Regions from separate parts of the Xenopus laevis genome. Here region 1 is linked to region 2. Evidence: chromatin contacts called from public Hi-C data. All regions are on one chromosome and are shown on one strand. The core of a region is the stretch at or near the end of the contact, and the rest is flanking DNA. Distances in the headings are between cores, read along the strand shown. Region 1 holds the start of best4.L (bestrophin-4). Region 2 has its middle 51 kb from the start of ptch2.L.

What was found. Hi-C and Micro-C count contacts between places; a contact is called where the count stands out from the background.
Region 1: a contact with region 2 is called in a Hi-C map of the XL177 cell line, with 3 times the contacts expected there. The contact joins the promoter of best4.L here to the enhancer-like site in region 2. A contact is called at or near these places in 2 of 4 Hi-C or Micro-C datasets (the XL177 cell line and animal cap).

Annotation. Positions count from the first base shown.
Region 1 is chr4L:85,929,289-85,936,255 of Xenopus_laevis_v10.1, reverse strand. It overlaps best4.L (bestrophin-4), which reads right to left and starts at 2,291. Exons shown (of 9, transcript XM_018258347.2): 1 at 2,257-2,291; 2 at 728-940. The coding sequence starts at 879.
Region 2 is chr4L:85,759,667-85,766,936 of Xenopus_laevis_v10.1, reverse strand. No RefSeq gene overlaps it. Among protein-coding and RNA genes, the nearest start is that of ptch2.L, 51 kb to the right of the region's middle. Within about 2 kb of position 4,841, at least 3 of the 7 cell types and tissues checked have an H3K27ac peak or open chromatin away from gene starts, as enhancers often do. A contact at or near this core is called in animal cap, where this site is marked.

The sequences.
Region 1 (6,967 bases), core at 1,042-3,541, 170 kb before region 2:
TTTTTAAGAACCTATAAATGAAGCTACAATAAATATTCTCATAAAAAAACCTTCAGTATTAATCACAAATATTATAAATTTTCATGAAACATATTTTGTTTATCATTTCCTATGCAAATGGTAAGTTCTGCTTTCGAAATATACGAAATATACAGTATCTGTACATAGTATGTGTTTTAGGAAGTCTGTTCTGAAGTTTCTAGATATTTTCATTGGCCTTCCTTTCCCTTTTCCAGGGAAATAGCCAGGCTACACACAGATGGTTGTATACCTCTCTGATACATTTTTCCCCAGTGCTTTTTTCCGGGAAAAGAAAAGAAATAGGGATTTGATTTACTTGGCAGTGTCTAACATATTGGTACACCATTTAAAAGGCAGATTCAGACAAAATTAAGCAGATCAACTTGGTCAGTCATGTTTTCTGGAGTGGTAAGCTGCCTCATATAATAATGTCATAAATCAGTATCGCTCTACGCAGGGTGCAAACAAACTCAGCACACTGTTCCTGTTTCTACTTAATTTTTTAACCTTCTCATTTTTAATATTTGCAAGAACTACCAGTAGTGGATATTCATCATTTTAGGAAAGACGGATAAACTACAGGATAATTGTCTGGAATGTATTTAAATACAGCCATTCTTTCAGTACATGTCTAGAATAGTGGGCCAAAAATGTCTGAGATTTTGTAAAATACATTACATGTTATTAAAATAAATAAACAACTTACCTGTATGTAACACTCAGCATGGCATAGAGACAACAAAAGACGATAAACTCTTTGTATAGCAACTTATAGATACTCCCTTTCCACCTGAAGAGCAACTTGAAGAAGCACCCAAAGCTGGCATTGGCCACTTTTAATGTGTAGGACACAGTCATAATGGATACTGAGAGGAATAGTCACGGATCAGCAAGATAACAAGGGTGGTTCACAAAGGAACTATGCATAGAAACAAAGTATAACAATGAGTCGTTACATTAGCCATTACATAAGGCAGGTCCCGACCTCTGTTTCCCCCAGCTTTCACTGCCTCTTTCCATTATTTAAAATGTACCCAGTAAAAAATTGCCCCAAAATACGATTTTAAATCCAAACATTCACACAAAAACACAGGCCAATTTATGAATTGGTGATCACAATTTTCTTTTCTCCATAGAATCTAAAACCCTCTGTTGAAATAAACTGCATTTCAAAACATGGTCACTTATATACTGATCAGCTACTCAATCACTTTGCTATACCAGTAGGGTTTTAAAATACTGGTGCTTACTATATTTTGATCAATATTTGGTCAAATATGTGTAAATTCAAAAAACGACAATGCACCCCCTTCCAGAACTTATCTAATTTATACATTTATAAAAATTGCCCCCCTTAGCCCACTGCTAGTAAATAAAACTTCCAACACTGTGTACTAATGGAATATGTACTATTCAGGAAGGACTGAAATCTCTTCCATGTTAGGGACAATATATTTCATTTGATCCCTTTTGAAAGAAGAATGTTGGTAATTATACATATATACTAATTGGCGTTAATGTTCATATCATCTGAATACTGTGCACCTTATTTTGCTAGGGGTTACTGCATTAAGGCATGCCTTCCCAGTGTTAGTAAATTAAAGGGGTTGTTCACGTTAAATGAACCTTTAGTATGATGAGATAGAGAGTAATATTTTGAGACAATTTGCAATTGGTTTTCTTTCCTTTTTTTATTATGTGTAGTTTTTGAGTTTTTAGCTTTTAATTCAGCAGTTCTCCAGTTTGCAACGTCAGCAATCTGGTTGTTAGAGTCCAAAATTGCACTTGCAACCTTGCAATGATTGGAATAAGAGACTGATTTATGAATAAGAGAGGGGCTGAATAGAAAGATGAGTAATAAAAATTAGCTATAACAATACATTTGTAGCCTTTCAGAGAATTCAATTTTTTAGATGGGTTCAGTGACCCCCATTTAAAAACTGGAAAGGGTAATCAGAAGAAGGCAAATAATTCAAAAACTATATAAAAAAAAATGAAGGCCAATTGAAAAGTTGCTTAGAACTGGCTGTTCTATAACATACCCAAAGTTGAACCACTCTCTCAACCATAGTATCTAAAATGAATACAAATGATAATTCACAATGACTAAACAGTTTTCTTCAAAATACATCACTAATTATTTTAAAATACAGTTCTAGCTCCTAATTGTGCAGTGACATCTTTAGCACTAATTTACAAGGACTCAATCAGGCTGCTGCATGCAAGGACTCTTACCTGTTACCTGTGAGCAAGCAGTCTAAATGGGAAAAGCAGCCTACTGACAGCTCTGAGGTTTATATACTATGGATAGGGATGTGCTAACCTTTTGATTTATTACCTAGCCATAATAACTGCAAATTGAGCCCTGTATATATTCCCATTAAACTCTCTGTTAAACTGCCAAATACACATATAGTAACAACAGGAACACATTCTAAAAATACATTAAAGCTCTGTATGTAAGCTGCTGCAGTATGGCAAGCACTATGGCATCAGTACCTGTGCTGTTTCAGCATTTTAGCAACTTGTGGATTGCAGCAAATATATTTTATCACCTGCAGTGAATATATGTTTTTATACATATATGTCGAAGTGATAAAATAGTTGCAGCTTACAACCACTGAATACATCCACCCTTGTGGGAACCTTGACTGCACCTGTATATATATGTAAAACAAATAATCTTTCCAAGATCTTATAGGTTTCACAAAAGATTTAGATGTGGAGCCCAGTAACCTTCACTTACAACGCTACATTGTTGTTAAAAACTGAGCATGCAGTTTATATTAGATGTTCATTATATTTACTTCTTGAAATGAAATCATTTATGTCATGCGGCACAATTAAACAGAATAATGGGGAGGGGCAGTTCTTTTGGCATGCGTGAGCAGAAAATTTGGTTTATGTCTTTGGTTTATGCAGAACACCCTTAATGATTCAATATAATCACATCAGACATAAATCCATAAATCACTGCATTGCAATAGGCAGCTAATTAAGTAAACGTGTCCCACAGATATGACAAATAAAGGTCCTGTCTTATGCTGTTGGCCAGAGAGACTATCAGCAGGAATGTGGCATCCATCTAAGTTCTGTGTGCCCTGCATTTTGTAACTTTACCTTATTTCCTATACTTCTTGCCCTTCTGGCATGGTGCTTGGCAGTTGCTTCTTCCAAAGTGCATGCACATTGGTACATTTGGTGCTTCTTTCATGTTTTCCTTCTTTTTCTCAGTAGTTTGTGACACGCTAAGATTGTAAAATAATTTATTAGCATCCACATATGCCTGGTGGAGTTTCCAATAATGATACACTTTAAGGGGCACATTTACTAAGGGTCGAATATCGTGGTTTAATAAACCCTCGAATTCGACCCTCAAAGTAAAATCCTTCGAATTCTAATATCGAATTTGAAGGATTTTGCGCAAATCCTTTGATCGATCGATCAAAGTAGAAATTGTTCGATCGAACGATAAAATCCTTCAAATCGAACGATTCGAAGGATTTTAATCGATCGATCTAAGGATTTTTCTGTGATCAAAAAAAGCTTAGAAAAGTGATGGGGAAGGTCCCCATAGGCTAACATTGTACCTCGGTAGGTTTAAACTGGCAAGTATGTAGTCAAAGTTTTTCTTACAGAGACAGTACTTCGACTATCGAATGGTCGAATAGTCGGACGATTTTTCGTTCGAGTCGAAGGTCATAGTAGCCTATTCGATGGTCGATGCACCCAAAAAAAAAACTTAGAAATTCGAAGTATTTTTCAGTCGAATCCTTCACTCGAGCTTAGTAAATGTGCCCCTAAGTGAAGGAGAACTTAGTAACACAAATACAGCTATTTTATATTTCAGCTTTGGCGGTGCAGTCTCTTCTTCAGTTACACGATGGGCATGGCATTGTTTGAATGTCCATATGTGTACTATGTTGTTACTCTTTTCTGTTCTGTTGGCGCCTTTAGATTTTTTTGTATTCTATTTTGAAAAGGCTCTCATTACCTTGAGATATTCTGTTGTTTTCGTGCACTGCCCACAAAAATGAAGCCGCTTACAATCAAAAACTGCCAAAGTTCTGGTTGTCAATACAAATATTTTTATAGTCCCAAAAATGTAAGGAAAGATAGCTATTTATTTCAACCTGCAATGGAAATAGAAAGATCACATGTTTAATAAGGAATCAAAGATTTGATTTTCTGTATTACCAGTAAGTGGAAATACAATTAAATGTCCTTAACATAAATGTTATGTTTCAAGAGAAAAATCAGATTCGTAAGGGTCACAATGATGACCCTGGGCCAAAACAATTTAACCTTCCACTGTTTTTGTATTTGTGTATTACTTGTGTTTTGTGCACAGACTTATTACCTTTTAAGCAATATGAAGTGAACCATGTCTCTACATACTGTATTTTCCCAGGAATTCTTATGCTATATTTAGTTAATTGCTTAAGTTTATGGCTGGTCCCTGCCACTGTACATGATTGTAGTAAATCTTTCTAAGGCCTCCTGAGTGTTCTGGAATTCAGAGGAGACAGATTAAGCTTTTACTAGGAGGAAGTTGGTTGTAGTTTATTTAATGATATTATTCCTCTTTTAGAAACTCCCACGCAAACATGCACACATCTGAATTGGACTCTTCGTGGGAGTTAGGGAAATCAGGGATCACACATGAAATAATAAAAACATCAGTAACACAAAATGTGTGGCAACTCTCCCAGACTCCCACCCCTTAGTGCTCATTCATGTATATCTGGGGTCTTCATGAATTACTATTTTATTATCTATCTATCTATCTATCTATCTATCTATCTATCTATCTATCTATCTATCTATCTATCTATCTATCATTCTATCAATCTATCTATCTATCTATCTATCTATCTATCTATCTGTCTGTCTGTCTGTCTGTCTGTCTGTCTATCTATCATTCTATCATTCTATCTATCTGCCTGTCTTTTATCTCTCTCTCTCTCTCTCTCTCTCTCTCTCTCTCTCTCTCTCTCTCTCTCTCTCTCTCTCTCTCTCTCTCTCTCTCTATCATCTATCTATATAGATCAATCAGATATATATCTGTCCCTTTGCTGGCTCCTTCTGGTACCTCAGGCAGATACAGAAATTATGGAAGCATGCCCAGAATTAACACTGATGCAATGTGTGGGTGCATGCGTTGTGGGGGAAATATACATTTTAAGGGCCTCACACTGTTGGAAATATTGAAAAGTGGATTTTCCAGGTCAATTTCTTAACATCAGTGGGGGAGAGGGGAGATGGCTTGGTTTTTGTTCCACCACTGTTTGGAAGGCACTACTTATGGTTTATGCAAGTCACATGCTCTCCAGAATGAAATAAGGGGATATATATGGATATACCCCATGGCAAACAAACAAACAAAAAAATACTAGCTTTGTTCTGGCACCAGGATGAATAACCACCCGTTGGGCTGGAATGTATTTACTAGTAGTCTGCCTTGAGGCTACAGTCGAAAGTGAATGCTCCATTATGGCATTCTTACTTATATGAGTCCCGATCCCCTATAACATCTCAGTTCAGAGTTTTTAATGTAACTAAAAACTTTGGGTGGAAACGCTAATCATGCTTAGCCCTGGACAAGAGAAAAATATTTTTGAAAAATGTTGGAAAGGCAGCATTGCCTTTGTGTGTTCAGTATTTATGGAATTCCATGTTAAACAGCTTAACCCTGAAACACCACCCCTTAATCTAATGTCTGCTATGATTTATATACAAGTAAGAAATGACTAAAATAAAAATATCAATGAATCGACAAAAGCCAACTGCAGGTGAAAAACGTTAGCACTAGGTGGCACTAAAACACAATCTAGTCAGAACTGCTTTATTCAAAGCTGTAAACTGACATATATTTTTATATTATATATTTATACACTGGGCTTATAGAGCGGGGGTCACATAAGTAGCGTTGTAATTGTGTGTGGTTGGTGCAAAATTGGCCATGGTTAGTGTATGTATAGACTTGACCAAAATTTCCTGGAAATCACCCCAAGGAGGCTGACATCTCTGCTTTATACCATGTTTGTGTTTGAGAGACACATTCACAGCTTGTGTGCCAGTTTGTTTGTATGTATGAATGCAAGAGGCAGTGACAGTCTATGTGCATGTGTGAAAGAGATGGAAACAGGAATCAGCATAGCACATTAAAGGGATACTGTCATGGGAAAACATTTTTTTTTCAAAACGCATCAGTTAATAGTGCTGCTCCAGCAGAATTCTGCACTGAAATCCATTTCTCAAAAGAGCAAACAGTTTTTTTTAGATTCAATTTTGAAATCTGACATGGGGCTAGACATATTGTCAATTTCCCAGCTGCCCCAAGTATGTGACTTGTGCTCTGATAAACTTCAATCACTCTTTACTGCTGTACTGCAAGTTGGAAGTGATATCACCCCCTTCCTTCCCCCCCAGCAGCCAAACAAAAGAACAATGGGAAGGTAACCAGATAACAGCTCCCTAACACAAGATAACAGCTGCCTGGTAGATCTAAGAACAACACTCAATAGTAAAAAACCCATGTCCCACTGAGACACATTCAGTTTACATTGAGAAGGAAAACAGCAGCCTGCCAGAAAGCATTTTCTCTCCTAAAGTGCAGGCACAAGTCACATGACTTGGGGCAGCTGGGAAATTGACAAAATGTCTAGCCCCATGTCAGACTTCAAAATTGAATATAAAAAAATCTGTTTGCTCCTTTGAGAAATGGATTTCAGTGCATAATTCTGCTGGAGTAGCACTATTAACTGATGCATTTTGAAAAAAACATGTTTTCCGATGACAGGATCCCTTTAAGGATTTTCCCAAAATACTTAGTAGAAGCTTAAGTCAAAATGTTTGCACACTCAAAACAAAAAAACAATTGGACATAAGGGTGGTTTGAAAAAATATAATTTTACTATTGTTCAAGAAACCATTTTAACTCATT
Region 2 (7,270 bases), core at 3,592-6,091:
TAGAAGCATCTGATGTTTCTGTTTAGGGGCACTATACTTAAATCCCATAAAAGTGCTATAGAACAAGTCATTCCCAGCCTTATGAAACAATGACAAGACCCCGAGTGACTGCTTTTGCATAATGGCTTTTCATCAGTATGTTTATAAATACGGTGCAGATAAAATCTTTGGCTTCATATACTCCTTCAAACATGACCTATGCCCCCCAATCTCTTTCATAGCACCAGGCAAATACACACTCCTGGCAACTCTATTGGAAGTTCACAGCGTGCAACTGCAGTGCCACTGCCTGGTAATAAGGTGGAATTACGTGCCAAATCGAGCGCCTCTCCTGCTTAGTACTAGAAGAGAAGAACCCCCGGTGTTAAACTGTTGATATGTTGTAAAAGGATATTTAACTTTTTTTTGGGTTATATGTTCTCAGAACTGGGCACTGCAGCTAGTTATGTATTTATTTCCTTAATAAAAATGGATCATTTCTTTGTAGTTCTTTCTATTGAAACAAAAAAAAAACTTTGGAGTATGTGCAGTTTGTTTTATGTTACAGGGCAACCCGTTTGAAATAAAAAACAACAAAAGTGGTGTAAAGGTGATACCTTTATTGGCTAAGATAATCATAGCAAGCTTTGAGAACATTTTAGTTCCTTTTTCAAAAGCTGATTACCTTGCTTGAAAAAGGAACTAAAATATTCTGAAAGCTTGCTATGATTATCTTAGTTAGCCAATAAAGGTGTCACCTTTATACTTTTATATATATTTTATTGTTTTTTTATTTCAAAAGGGTTACCCTGTAACATTTTTGCTGACTTAAACTGGCCATAAATCTGCAGATAATACTATACGATGAACGATCGTTGTACCAACCTTCCGACCTGCTACTAACCATTAAGATTAATAAAGAGAACAAAGCACATGATGCTCAGGCCATTAAGTCACAGACAACAATGTACAATAGGGAAAATCATATCATACTTACCGAGATTTTCCTTTCCTGGACTGGAACATGGCAGTGGGCAACAATGGGTTAATCCCCTCCCACAATGCAATGGGACAGGAAATACAACATAAAAACCCTGGCCGCCATCTTTGAACTCCTGGAGTCTCCCCCAATTGAGGGTGGGAAGCCGTGCCCACTGCCATGTTCCAGTCCAGGAAAGGAAAATCTCGGTAAGTATGATATGATTTTCCCTATTCCTATTCCTTACACATGGCAGCAGGCAACAGCAGGATGTACCAAAGCAACCAACATAAATGAGGGAGGGAGAAGTTAGAGTTTAAACAGAATTTAATACAGAAATCAACACAGTAGAACCGAAAGCAACAGGTTTGTTGGCAAATACATCGAATTTGTAATGATTGAGAAATGTATGAAAAGAGGACCACACTGCAGCTTTGCAGATAACTTCCAAAGTGGCTCCTGCATGAAAGGCCCAGGATGCCGCAATCCCTCTGGTTGAATGTGCCTTAATAACGATGAATAATAATGAGGGTACTGTGCTGGAATTTAACACATAGGCATTCTGAATGCATTCTTTGATCCAACATGCTATAGTGGATTTGGATGGTTGGGCCCCCGCTTTTTTCCTTGAGGAATTACCAAGAGGGAGTCCGAAGATCTTATTGGCAGAACTCTGTCCAGGTAGGTTTTCAGACATCTAACCACATCCAGCTTATGCCATTGATGCTCAAGATCGGATTTTGGATCAGGGAAAATGTAGGTAGTACAATGTTCTGTGTGGTATGGAATTCAGACACCACCTTAGGGATAAACTTGACTGCTTTTTTGAGGACCACCTTATCCTGTAGAAAGGTAAGCTTCCCCCAACTCTTCTTGCAGAGGTAATTGCCAGTAAGAAGCACATTTTTAAGTTTAACATCTTCAAAGAAATGTCCTCTATGGGTTTGAAAGGTTCCCTGGTAAGTGTGTTTAAAACCAGACTTAGGTCCCATGGAGGGATCTGGGGTCTAGCAACTGGTGCAAGTTTTTTGGCCCCCTAGAAGAATTTCTTAACCAGTGTATTTTGAGACCATGCCACGTTAGAGAAATGGGAAATGGCTGTTACCTGACGCTGAGGGTGGAAATGCTTAGTTTAAGCTCCAAACCTTTCTGTAAAAACTCCACAAGTTGAACTTTTCCCAAGTGATGAAATACTTTTGTAAGGTGTTAGGTTTTCTTGCTGGCAATAATTTAGAAACGGAAGCCTCTGAAAGCCCAGAGGAGGAGAGGTTCAACCTCCCAAGAGCCACGCCATGAAGGCCCAACTGCCCGGGTGAGGTTGGATTACCTCGCCCTGTGTCTTCAGATCCTGTTGATTGGAAAGTCTGAGCAGGAAGTCCTTTGATAGGAACAGTATTTGTGAAAACCAGGGCCTAAAATTCTAAATATATATATATATATATATATATATATATATATATATATATTATATATATATATATATATATATATATATATATATATATATATATATATATATATATATATGTAATTCTAAAATTGCTCAGGGGGGTGGCTGACTCTCTAAACAGTTCTAAATTGATACATTAGTTGATAAATTTCTTATTTGTCCCTGCTGAGCAGAATCCCTGAGTTTCATTAAAGGCAGCTGTTAGAATTGATACAATAGTTGCTAATACTCCAGAGATGCTGCTGAAAAATGAATCAACCAAATATAGCACATTGGTAACAGTTCAGAATCTGCTCCTGAATTACTGAGCTGACAGACTCAAACACCAGAGACAGGAACATTAAACATAGATTAAAAAATAAAAACTGGAAAGCAATTGAAAAAATTATTTTTGCGTCTGGATCAGATATGGGTATTCCTGGCAAACAATCTACATCACTGGCAGCATTGTAGATTCTACATTTCCAGACTGAAGCTAATTCCAAATATGCATGCCATGGAAGCAGCTGTGTCGTTCACACACAATCTAAAAACAACTCGACTGAAAAAGTGTTTGGAAGATGAACAACCCCTTTAACACGGTACAACAACTTTACCTGCAGTTTGTTTTATAAACACCAGCAGAGGGCAGCAAGTGACTATTAAAACTTCCTAGTCCTACCACTAGCTTTTTATAAATATATGCATTTTACAATTCATGATTCAAGCACTCTAGTAAATGTATTAGTTGAATTAAGTCCTGATGAGTGAAGCACATTCCATTTACAGTATTTATAGTTTTTACAATTTTATAATTTATTCGTTTTAGTTAGATACTTCATACAAACGTACATATTTACTATGTAATGTAAGGGTCTCACATCTTATCATAAATTGCCCTATGGGTTATATAATGTATGGCCATAGCCACTTCAGCTCTATGAGGCAGGAAAAGTTTTCTTATTGTGTCTCTTACCACTTGGGACTCAGGGGCAGATGTATTAAAAAATGTGAAATTTGAGCATGCCGCAGAAAAACTCTCCCACTTTCTATTCATTCCTATGGAATTTTAGAGGGAATTTATCAAACAGCGAGGTCTAACTTTCACCCATTGATAAAGACATCTCTATTGTAAGAGTTATTATACTGTCCTGCACACACACACACACACACACACACACACACACATATATATATATATATATATATATATATATATATATATATATATATATGAAGTTCAAGAGGACCCGCACTCCTTGATTAGTGAACCAAAAATGTCTTTATTTTTCAAACTTGTGCATCCAATGTTTCCAACCTTGATAAAGGCCCTAATGTGGGTCAAAACGTTGGATGCACAAGTTTGAAAAATAAAGACATTTTTGGTTCACTAACCAAGGAGTGCGGGTCCTCTTGAACTTTACATAAATACTTTGACCCTGCACCCACGTTTATGGAAGACTGGTTCAGAGTGCAAGCATCTGACTCAGGTTATATATATATATATATATATATATATATATATATATATCTATCTATCTATCTATCTATATCTATATATATATCTATATATATCTATATATATATATATATCTATATATATATATATATATATATACATCTCAACGGGTATGAACTCAGGGTCAGTTGTCATTAGCAGACCAAAGCTGAAGATTAGGGCCATACAGACTGCTCCTCATCCTCAGCATTTATATTTAAATGGATAAATATGTCCAGTTCTTATGTTTATTCTCCTGCCTAGAAGTGTTCTGTTACCCATACACAGACATACACGGGTATCCACACACCGTCACCAACACACACAGGTATCAATCTCACAGTTACCCAAACACAGTTACCCACATACAGGTACCCACACACACAGTTGCCCCAAAACAGGTGCTCACACGCATAGATACCAACACACTGTTACTCACATACAGATACACACGCACACAGTTACCCAAACACACAGGTAGCTACACACAGTTACTCATGCAAAGATACCCTACCCACATAAAGATACATACATAAGATTTTCACACACACAGTTTTACACATACACAGGTACCCACACATAATTACAAGAACTGGAGTTACATCTTATCTTATCCTGATTGTTTCTTAGTCAGTTTTTTTCTCTATGATCCCTTTTATTTAATAGATTTTTTTATTAACTTTTGATCAAATACAGTATCATGTGTGTGTCCTTATCAGTAGTAGTCATCCTTGTATGATACATTTGCTTTTCTGTTGTAAATCCATCCATTATGACGCCATCCTGTACACTTCTATATACCTAAGAATCGCTGGCGTCTGTCATCTGTTTGATACTGTGGCTGAAAAAAGCCCAGATTAGCAGCACCCAGTTGAAACAGGAAAGCTACACAATGCTGACAATAGAAAAGGTGGGAAGCAGGGTATTAGTTACAGAACTGGGGGTGGGGTAACTCAGCCTCCCATCCAGTCCCAGAAACCTGTCCCCCGAGGCAAGCAAGAAGAGCAGTGACAAGATCAGGGGGAGGACCACACAGTGAGAAACTGCTTTGACCCACAGCAAAGAACAGACAATGCAGGGGGCAGGAGGTCAGGGGAATGCTGTAGGACAGTTAACCTGTTCACTTCTTTCATACCAATCATTTTTAATACAAGCAGTAGAAATAGAAACAAGCTTTATTGCAGCCATGGCTTACAATCTATACATGAACTTGTGTTAATCTCAGTTGGCAAGCTATCAAGAGTGAGAATTTTCCATTCCATATTATATGAATTGAGGAGTAAATGATTCCGCTTTAGCTTGTTGCTCGACTACAAATCCCAGAAACCCCTTCCAGTCTTATTAGTGAATACCCACTTTTTTGTCACTGGAACATTTGCTGGATTGTGTGAATATGCCATTGTGTGTTATTTTAATCAGACCTAGCTAATATGTTCCATTCATAAAGGAGATAATAGTCTGGTCTGGGATTTCACAAGTCTTTACCATTTATTGAATGGGCATATGGTTTGGTAATGCTGGAAATAGGTCATTGTATCACTCAGAAAATGATATAAGCTAATGTTTCTGCTTCTAAAAGTAAATTAAGTGCTGAACCAAGGCATGAATACACTGGCTACACTTTCCTGGTGTTTATGAATTAATTATGCACACACACATCATTTCTTAATCCAAAGTATCATTTCAGTTTTGTTTAATCTTTCCATTAAGCATGTATATCACTTGAATGTATACTGTATATGTTTGTCACTTTGTTGTTAGCAAGCTTTTTGCAATGCAGCAAATGTCTGTGTTGTCTTTTTAGTCAGTTGCACAGTGCAGCTGGTTGTGTCTGTAACTTTATGTATAAAAGAATAATAATAATGAATGGATCGCATTGTGGGCATCCCGACAGAATTTGTATTTAGTGGCAAATAACAGGCCATTTGCATTGCTCCGGTGTCTCCCTAGAGGTGAAGGGTTAATGGTTTTCTGTTCAGACAAAGGCTGGTGACATGATGAGTCTGTCTCTCTTCAGGCTGCCTGGGTGGGCTGCGGGACATTGTTGTGCAAAAAGAACTTTTCTCCCCACCCTGTGGATTATTACAAGCTCGCTCTATCACCACCAGGGAGCTGTAGAACTCTTTTCGGTTTATGCTGAGGTATCTTTCTGGGTGGCCTGGCTCTGAGTGTTTACTGACTATCAGATGATGGGGACTGTAAGAGCTAGGCCCAAATGCCTGTTTTCTGAACCTGTCGTCAACAGATCAGTCTGTAGCAAATATCTTGCTGCTTTGTATACATTGCATTATCTGGTAAGAGAAACACAATAGGCAGAGAAGAGTGATCTTGCATCATTTGTGTCTCTCTTACCTAAAACAACATTTAAATTGCTCACAGCATGAGAACTTCATTATAAACAAGTAAATGTATTTAATTTGATGCCATAGGGCAGATGGCTTGGCCACAAAGGCCTTGCATAAAACAAGTGAAAACTGAGACAATTTCTGCTACAAGTATTTGCAGGATTGAGCCATGGTAGCATAAATGAGATATATGATCTATACATGCTGCATGACAAGAGGGTGCTCATGGTATTATATGATGCCAAGGAAATGAGTGTGGCGTAACAGGATTTGCATCATTCAGGAATGGTTATTTATTACTATTAGTACTGTATATATCTAGGAGAGTTACTGTCCCATACAAATTATGTGTTTTGATCACCACAGCCTTCTGTAGGCAAAGCTGTAGCCATCCATTACTGTTGGAAAGTGGATTCCTGGCCACTGGGAAATGCATAGTCTATTGCACACAGTGAAGATCAGGGAACAACTACTTTAAAACTGACAAAGCTGATCCACTGATCCTGAATGTTTGTGCATTGACAGGCACAGGATCAGCCTGTCAGTTCACATATACAGCAGATTTTAGCACAAAAAAACTAAAATATGTATTTTTGCATGAAAATTGGTTGTACATAGGTTCAGTCCATCAGAGGCACATGCATTCAGGAAGCAGAAGGCATCATCTCCTATGACAGACAATAGTGTTGGTGTTCCCAAAATGATCCCTCCTGGCAGTTTGTTATCCATCCACAGGGCAGCCATCAGGGGGGGACAGGGGGGAGAGTTGTAGGCGGCCCAGAGGGTAAGGGGGGCCCGGCCTTACACTTACTTGATTAGCCAGGCCCTCCATCTTTCTGAGAGCTGCTGACTTCGGGAAGGCATGGACGTTTAAGGGGCCCTGGCCACCAATTTTCTCATAATGTGGGGGAGGGGGCCCTGGCCACCAATGTTTTTTTCACATGTGGGGTCCTAGCCACCAATATTTTTTAATGGGGGTGCCCTGGCACACAAATGTTTTTTTATGGGGGGCCCTGACCCCCAATATCTTTTTATTTTTT